Regions from separate parts of the Ovis aries genome. Here region 1 is linked to region 2. A link is a contact called in public Hi-C data. All regions are on one chromosome and are shown on one strand. The core of a region is the stretch at or near the end of the contact, and the rest is flanking DNA. Distances in the headings are between cores, read along the strand shown.

Region 1 (4,334 bases), core at 475-2,974, 400 kb after region 2:
CCATTACCCTTTCTGGCTTCTGATAACCCCAGTCTTCTTCCCCTTGTCCCATTAGGCCTGGAGCTGGTCGCGGTCACTGCTCTGTGCTGTGGCTTATCCAGGGAGCTTCCCCACCGCTTGATCTCCTTGTCCCTGCTCTTCTAACAGTGCCTTTACTCAGCTCTCCTCAGGGCTCCAGTTTGAATGTGTGTCTGATTTTTGCCTAACTAATGGAAATGGATATCTCCTAGACTTCTTAACACAGCCTAAATAAGACTCCCCTCCCTCCTAAACCTCACAGTATAGTACATTATGTGGCACCAGCATGCATCCCCTGTTCAACTGTAAAATGCCAGCATTTTGCTGAGGCCACATGATTTGTGTATGAAGGTTCTTCATCTGTGACTCTAGTCTTTAACAACTACAATTGTAACAGTTAGAAGTCTGGGGCTTATCCTGAATGCTGTTTAGTCCCTTTGGAATGAGAATTCCCTACCATTTCTCACTACCTTTTGAACCCTTCAATGACATAATCTTATTCAATTTATCTCATCACCCAGAGCAGTATTTGAAATACAATAGATGACTAAAATAGGCATGCTGGATTTTTTAGTTAATAATGTTTGTTAGATTTCGGTCTATTTAAAAGGACCCTTTTTGTTCTTGTATATCTAAACTTTTAATACTAGTGTAAAACATATCTGATTTGAGTGATCTTAACTTACCTAAAAGTCATTCTTTTTCAACCTTACTGTTCTATAGCTTTTAACTCAAATTATTCTAAAGTGCAAGGGATAAGGATTAACTAGGAATGTTTTTGGCTTTTGAGTTGTTTTTGAGCTGAATAATGTCCACAAAACTACTGGGAGACTTTTACATGACCAGCTGTTATGTGACCCTGTAGAAGGAAATGTGCATTTGGAAAAAAAAAAGTATAAACAGTAAACATGCTGGGAGGTCAAGCTGAGAATGGGAAGAGAAAGACTGGGAACAGGAGGGCTGAGACAAGGGATTATTTCACACCAGCTCTGAAGGAGCTAAGCATTTTTCCTGATGTCTTTAAAAGAAATGTTAGCCGTTTGGGGGGAAGAGCTGATTGTGGCTGTTTATGAACGTCACGTTGCTAGGTGACACCACAGGGATGAGCACCATGCTAACCTATCACTGATTTGCAGAACTAGCCATGAGGGGATATACGGGGGTGGGAGACAGCATCCAGGAGGAATGCAGAGGCATGGGGACAAGAAGGGTGTGGAGTACATGAATCAGCTTTAGAAAAACCTTCATTTCCCCCTCTCCATTCCTGTAAAATGATCTGTGCAGGAGCTTAGGCCCAACCTTTCCCCTGCTTTCTCATTGGGGGCCCCTTTGTTGCCAGCAGCCTTTTCCTCTCTTATGACATTTGGCCTCCTCTGGGAGAACATCAGCTCTGCTTCCTGCAAAAGCCAAGTCGGGAAATCACCAGGGAGGAAACCCAGGAGTCAGGCTCCCCATGCGGCTCGTCTGAGAACGGGCATTTCTTCTGCCTGTGCATGCGTGGCGTGGGAATGTGTGGGAGGCCGAGGGTCCTGCCTGAGTGGAAGCCGGGGTGCGAGAAGGATGAGGGTGCCTTCTGAGCAGCTGACCACCTGCCATTTAAACACAGTTTTTAGCCACTGAAATCATAGTGACCTGAAGCAAAGCCAGTCACTATTTTGAAAGGGGTTCCTCATGTTTAGTTCATGCAGCTGGCCGGAATCAGTGAAGAGCCACCCCTGGGATATTAGCCAGCATCCTGGGGCTGGAAGAATTTATGAATGCTTTGGGGCAGGGTGGTGTGTGTGCTTGTATTTTGTAGGCCTCTGTTTCCTGAGATTACTCCCACCTTAGGGACACAGGCTTAAGGATAATCGCAAGGTGGATACTTTGAGCCTCGGCCAGAGCACTTGCTGGAACTAGGAATGCCTTATCACTGAGACTGCAGTGAGTCTTCTGCACCTCCTAGTGGCCACAAGTTTGTGCAGATTAGGTCCCCTGTTCCTCCTGCTGCAGCCACTGCTCCTTGGGGAAACGGGGTTGGTGCTGTTCTCTCTCATCTGGTTTCCCCTGCTGTTGCTTGTGGTATGTGCAGTGCACTTACAGCTCCATTTCAGGTCTCCGAATTGGAGAAGAGGTTATCCTCAGTGATTCTAGTTCTTGAATGTGATCTCTGTCAGGAGCCCTCTGTTAGTCATCTTTATGCAAATTTTTAAAGGATGATTTCTCATCATGAATGACAAAATGGTTCTAAGTGAAATATTAAAAAAAAACATCTTTCTTCTTCCTGCTGATACCCCTGCCCTCCAAGGCAAATGGCTTGGTAAGAGAGAACAGGGCTGGGCTTTTGTCCCCATTTGTCCTCTTAGCCTGGTTGGTGCTCCATGAACACTGTATGTTGAAGCCTTGTATTTGAGATAGCACACTAATTTTGAGATAAAAAAGATGTGTTATTATTAAAAATTTCAAGCCTATTAAAAATTTCAAGCCTATTCAAAGAAGATGGAATATGAATAATAAACATTCAATATACAAAACACCCATCTTCAACCATTATCAGCTCAGAGCTAATCTTACATATATATACTTTAACTTTCTCCCCCACATCAAGTTTTCTAAAGAAAATTCTAAAAGGATTGTAAACATCTGTAAACATTTCAGCATGTATCTCTAAAAGATAAGGACTCCTATAAAAATATAAGCAATATCATTATCACAGTTAAAAACAGTTAATAGTAATTCCTTAATATCAACCAATATCCAAACTGACATTTGTATCTTCTTGTATGTCTCATAATTGTTAACAGTTTGCTTATTTGAATCAGGACCCAAATAAAGTCCATACATTGTGATTAGTTGGTATGTCTCAAGTCTTGATTTCTTTTCCTTTTTCTGCCTTGCAATTTATTGTTAAAGAAATGGGGTGGTTTGTAGTTTCCCACAATCTGGATTTTACTGTTCACATCTCTGTGTATATAACATCTCTCAGCATATACTTGGTATTTTCTGTAAATTGGAAATTGAGTCAAAAGTCTTGGTCTGATGCAGGGTTTTGTTTTGCTATTTTTGGTGAGATGAATTAATGGGTGGTAGGTTATGCTTCTGTTAGGAGATGCAAAATATGTTGTTGCTTTTCTTTCTTTTTGTGATATTATCAGCTGTTAGTGTTCTGTCTGGTACCATTAATTCATCAGGAGCTGCAAAACAATGCTTTTCTAACTCCTTTGTTCTTTCTTCATTTATGAAGTGAGATTCTCAATAAAAGGAAAGTTCTCTTAACAACTATTTGCTTACCCTGAGGCCCAGATCATACAAGACAGGCAAGATAATGTTTGACTTTTTCCCTTCACTTACCAATTTTCAAAATAATAAGGTGGTTTCCTAGAATCCTTCCGAAGCAGAATTTTTTTTTCTTTGAAGCATAAGGGTTTTGTTTTTGTTTTTGTTTGAGTATTTTTTAATCCAAAGACTCTTGGATTTAACATATTTGGCATGCTTTAATCCTTTACACATCATTTTCTTTATTAATGTTCCCATTATCCTATTTTTGGTTAGTGGAAGCTGAAGCAGTTTATCTTCCCCAATATTGTCCTCTTCGTGGTGGTGGTATACTCATTTATTTACTCATCAAAGTCATCAAACTTTCCCCAACTGGTTTTAGCATCCCTTTCTAAATTGTTGACATTCCACCAGAAGGTGAAGCTTTCTCTTTCCCACATTTGTTTATTATTAATTTCATTATGTAATGTGAAAATTTTTTTCATAAAAATTGACCATTTTTATAAAATGTCCGTCATTATTTCTGGCATCATTTTTTCTTTAAGTATTTTTATTTGATTTTACTATAGTTATGACCAACCTAGATAGCATATTCAAAAGCAGAGACATTACTTTGCTGACTAAGGTCTGTCTAGTCAGGGTTATGGTTTTTCCAGTAGTCGTGTATGGATGTGAGAGTTGGACTGTGAAGAAGGCTGAGCGCCGAAGAATTGACGCTTTTGAACTGTGGTGTTGGAGAAGACTCTTGAGAGTCCCTTGGACTGCAAGGAGATCCAACCAGTCCATTCTGAAGGAGATCAGCCCTGGGATTTCTTTGGAAGGACTGATGCTAAAGGTGAAACTCCAGTACTTTGGCCACCTCATGCGAAGAGTTGACTCATTGGAAAAGACTCTGATGCTGGGAGGGGTTGGGGGCAGGAGGAGAAGGCAACGACAGAGGATGAGATAGCTGGATGGCATCACTGACTTGATGGACATGAGTCTGAGTGAATTCCGGGAGTTGGTGATTGACAGGGAGGCCTGGCGTGCTGCGATTCATGGGGTCACAAAGAGTCAGACAC
Region 2 (3,793 bases), core at 1,172-3,671:
GAATTTCAGGATGAGTCTTTAAATATTTTTACTCTTAAAAGAAAATCATTCACTGGGGTTTTGTTAGGGGTTTCAATGAAGTTATGAATGGCATTTTCTTATAATGCCTTTGTCTGGCTTTTTGATATCAGAAAAAAACTGGCCTCATAGAATGAGTTAGGACTTTTCTCTCCTCTTCAATTTTTGGAAAAGTTTGAGAAGGATTAGTATTCATTCTTCTTCAAGTATTTGTTAAAATTCAACAGTGAAGCCATCAGGTCCAGGCCTCTTCCTTTTTGGGAGATTTTTGATTACTGATTCAGTCTCCTTACTTGTTAAAGATCTGTTCTAAGAACAGGTTTTTTATTTCTTTATGATTCAGTCTTGATAGGTTTTATGTTTCTAGAACTTGCCCATTTCATCCAGGCTATCCAATTTGTTGACATACAATTGTTAATAGTATCCTCTTATAATACTTTTTATTTCCGTAGCATCAGTGGTAATATCAGTAGTTATCTGATTCCTTTTTTTTTAGTCATCTAACTAAAAGTTCATCAATTTTACTGACCTTTCTAAAGAACTAACTTTTTATTTCATTGATTTTTCTCTATTTTTCTATTCCCTAATTAATTTATCTCTGTTCTAATCTTAATCTGAACCTGAGTCTGCACGTCACATATCAGCTGGCCCACCCAGCTTCCCGGTCATACTGAAGTTTGAAAAATGGCTTTCTACAGAGGAAAGTTCCATAACATGTCCCTTGAAAGCCCCCACCAGACTGGCATTAATCCATACTCAGCCACAAGAAGCTGTTCCAATCTGAAATCCCAGATATATTAATGTTTACAGGTGTAGGAGCCAGGCCAGTTATGGAAAAGAGTAAAAGAGAGAGATGGGTTTCCCAGGTGGCTCAGTGGTAAAGAATCCACCTGCCAATGCAGGAGATGCAAGAAACTCAGGTTCGATCCCTGGGATGCAAAGATCCTCTGGAGTAGGAAATGGCAACCCACTCCAGTATTCCTGTCTGAGAAATCCTATGGACAGACGAGGCTGGTGGGCTACAGTCCATGGGGCGGCAAAGAGCTGGACACAACTGTACAACTGTGCATACATGCAAAGGGGATATATAAAGGCAATGGTGACTGGTGGGTGGCAAGGACTGTTCAATACATTTCCTATCACTTTAATAGTTCATCGAAGAGAGGAATGTTAGCATATCCTGATTTTTTTCTTGACTCCCTGAAATTTCTACAATCACAACTCCCCATTTTAAGTGTTAGTAAAACTTTTTCTCTTTGGAGTTGGGAGACTAAACAAAGAAAAAGACTGGAAGGGTGATCTATTAGGAGCTAAATGGGGCTAGTTCTTTATAAACAACTGCTTTCCCTACCTTTATCTGTTAGACCCCAATCCCAACATACACATACAAGTCAATTTGGAAATGAAGAAAACCCCTCAGGGAGGAGCAGGCTTGCCCTTCTCCAGGGATCTTGGTGCCAGCACACAGGAAAGGCCACTATGGAGGTACAAATCTTTCTCCTCTCTTTGCCAGCCACTCCCACCCTGCTTGCAGGACTTAAAGCTGCAGTCAGTAGAACTGCTCTGTATTCTTCTCCCCTCTTCATTCTACCATAAGAGTCAGGAGAGGAGCTGCACCTCATGTTCTCAACCAGGAGGCAAACCACTGTGGTTTGGTAAAAATTTTTTGTACCCCACCACCAAATTTTATGTCTCCTCCTCTCCTCTGATTCAGTCTGCCCCTCTTGGGTAATAAAGGTCAGAAAGTTGCCTCAGAACAGACCCTGGTGTTTCTTATAGAGTCCAAATTGGCACCATCCACTTTAGAGTCCAGTGGCTAATCCCAAACTAGGGGTCTAATTCCCACTCTCCCTGATACGAATCTGCTCTGTGAATCTTTCCTGTCATCCTCCTGCAAGTTCAGTCACTTTGTGGAAGCACAGACTCCTGAGAGCCCAGCACTGTATAACACTGCTGCAAAAAATATCCCTATCACTATGCTGTTCTGCGATGACTCAGAAGAGATGAAATGGGAGAGAAGATCCTAAAATCATGTTGCCAGAGGCACAGTGCTGGCCTGTTACGCAAGCCAAAGATGTCTGTATCCACTTTATCCACACGGTGGTGCTAGCCTCAAAAGGATTACCCCAAAAGGAAATGAAACAGTTCCCAGTTCCCTCTCATTAATGACAGAGCTGTACACAGTGCTCACAGCATTACTCGTGGAAGAAGACTATATATTAATCCTGCAAATAAGCATGTAAAATAAACGAGTTTGTCCTCATCCTTATCCTCAACCTACTTCCCAGGGGGAATAAAAGAAATCAAATCACTGTTCTGTTTTTTTTTCCTCAACTCACTGATTCAATCTTAACCGACCCTGGGGCAAAAGAATGACTCATGCTGAGCTGTTGGATGTGTACAATCCTGGCATAGAACCTTATTATTCCTGAGAGGGAGCTGGGGTAGAGAGCTGGTCAACTAGCCATCTAAGGCGCTCGCTCATTGGATTCTTGTTAAGTGCTGCTGGCAGTCTAAGAAGATGGGAACAGCAGACATTTCACTGCTTTCACTGAATAAAACTTGGTGGGTTTAATGTGGGTGCCTTCTAGAAAAATGGCCAGAGAAGAACAGAAAGTCTGGTTTGGGCTTCTAAACCTCAAAGTATCCCCTCCACCTGCCATAAGACCAAGTCTCACCAGCTGCCTCTTCTATTTGTGCAATCTAAATCTTCACTTAAATGTTTTAAAAGCTCAGGGGGATCTTATTAAGCATGCAAAATAGCACTTAGGCAACGTATATGATGCCAGTTACTAGGTGCATACACGAACAACCTTCAAAAGCACAGTGCCTATCAACAGCAGAAGCACCCTTTAAGGGAGAACTGACCCAAGTTGGTGAATGGTCCTCTGTAAGTCAGCCCATACCTGATGCTGATAGTGATAACAATGGCAACCATAGGCACAACGATGCAAGTCCAGATTATTTTCAGACCTGGCCCTGGACACTGACAGCTTGCTAATACCTGTGATCTGGGAGGTAACACAAAGTACCACTTATCATTGTGCCTATCTATCCCCCTCTGGCTGACTATGGACTTCTGACCCTTTTACATGTTTAAAATCCTCAATTATAGAAAAGAGCTATAAGAATATTACCCTATAATTTCATTCATAAAATATACATCTTAGTGGAGAAGGAAGGAAAGATCCTAGCAAAAGTGTCCGTTTGAATGAGATCATTAGATTGCCTGATTTACCCTTGAAATAGCAAGGAGCTGGATCCTAGGATCTCACGGCATATGAGACAAGTGTTGACAAAAGCTAAGAGTTCAGCAGTCATAGGTTCTGGGTCCAGTGACTTAGTCGAAGCAAGAATGAGTCTGGAATGAGTCTGGAAGGATTTCCCCATTTATCACAGATCAAACATAGCAAAGCGATGGCTCACAGGCCCATTCAACTTGAGTTGCATTTCATTTGACTCAAACTTTTTTTTTTTTCCTTCTCATTTTCATGTATTGTAAATTCTAGAGATGCCATCTAAAATTCTAGATTTGGGACTTCTCTTTAAAAAGTGAAAAGTTTTGTCGCCACTGGACAGAATTCTCATGTGACAGTAATTGCTCAAAGGTGAGAAATAAGAGCTGAGTCAACAGCATGTGGCCATTTGGTCACCGTAGTCCCCATCACCCTGATTGTGTCATACCTGATCTGGTTTACTCATCTGTGCCACCACACACCCCTCTAAGTCCTAACTGACCTTGCTTTCTGAGGGCGACACAGAAGAGAGAATCCCT

Evidence for each region. Hi-C and Micro-C count contacts between places; a contact is called where the count stands out from the background.
Region 1: a contact with region 2 is called in a Hi-C map of hypothalamus, with 4 times the contacts expected there. The contact joins two enhancer-like sites. A contact is called at or near these places in 13 of 16 Hi-C or Micro-C datasets (blood, hypothalamus, liver and 6 more).

What each region holds. Positions count from the first base shown.
Region 1 is chr7:32,188,142-32,192,475 of ARS-UI_Ramb_v3.0, forward strand. No RefSeq gene overlaps it. Among named protein-coding and RNA genes, the nearest start is that of FAM98B, 73 kb to the right of the region's middle. Within about 2 kb of position 1,725, at least 20 of the 54 cell types and tissues checked have an H3K27ac peak or open chromatin away from gene starts, as enhancers often do. A contact at or near this core is called in hypothalamus and tail adipose tissue, where this site is marked.
Region 2 is chr7:31,789,005-31,792,797 of ARS-UI_Ramb_v3.0, forward strand. No RefSeq gene overlaps it. Among named protein-coding and RNA genes, the nearest start is that of TRNAC-GCA, 5.7 kb to the left of the region's middle. Within about 2 kb of position 2,422, at least 30 of the 54 cell types and tissues checked have an H3K27ac peak or open chromatin away from gene starts, as enhancers often do. A contact at or near this core is called in hypothalamus and tail adipose tissue, where this site is marked.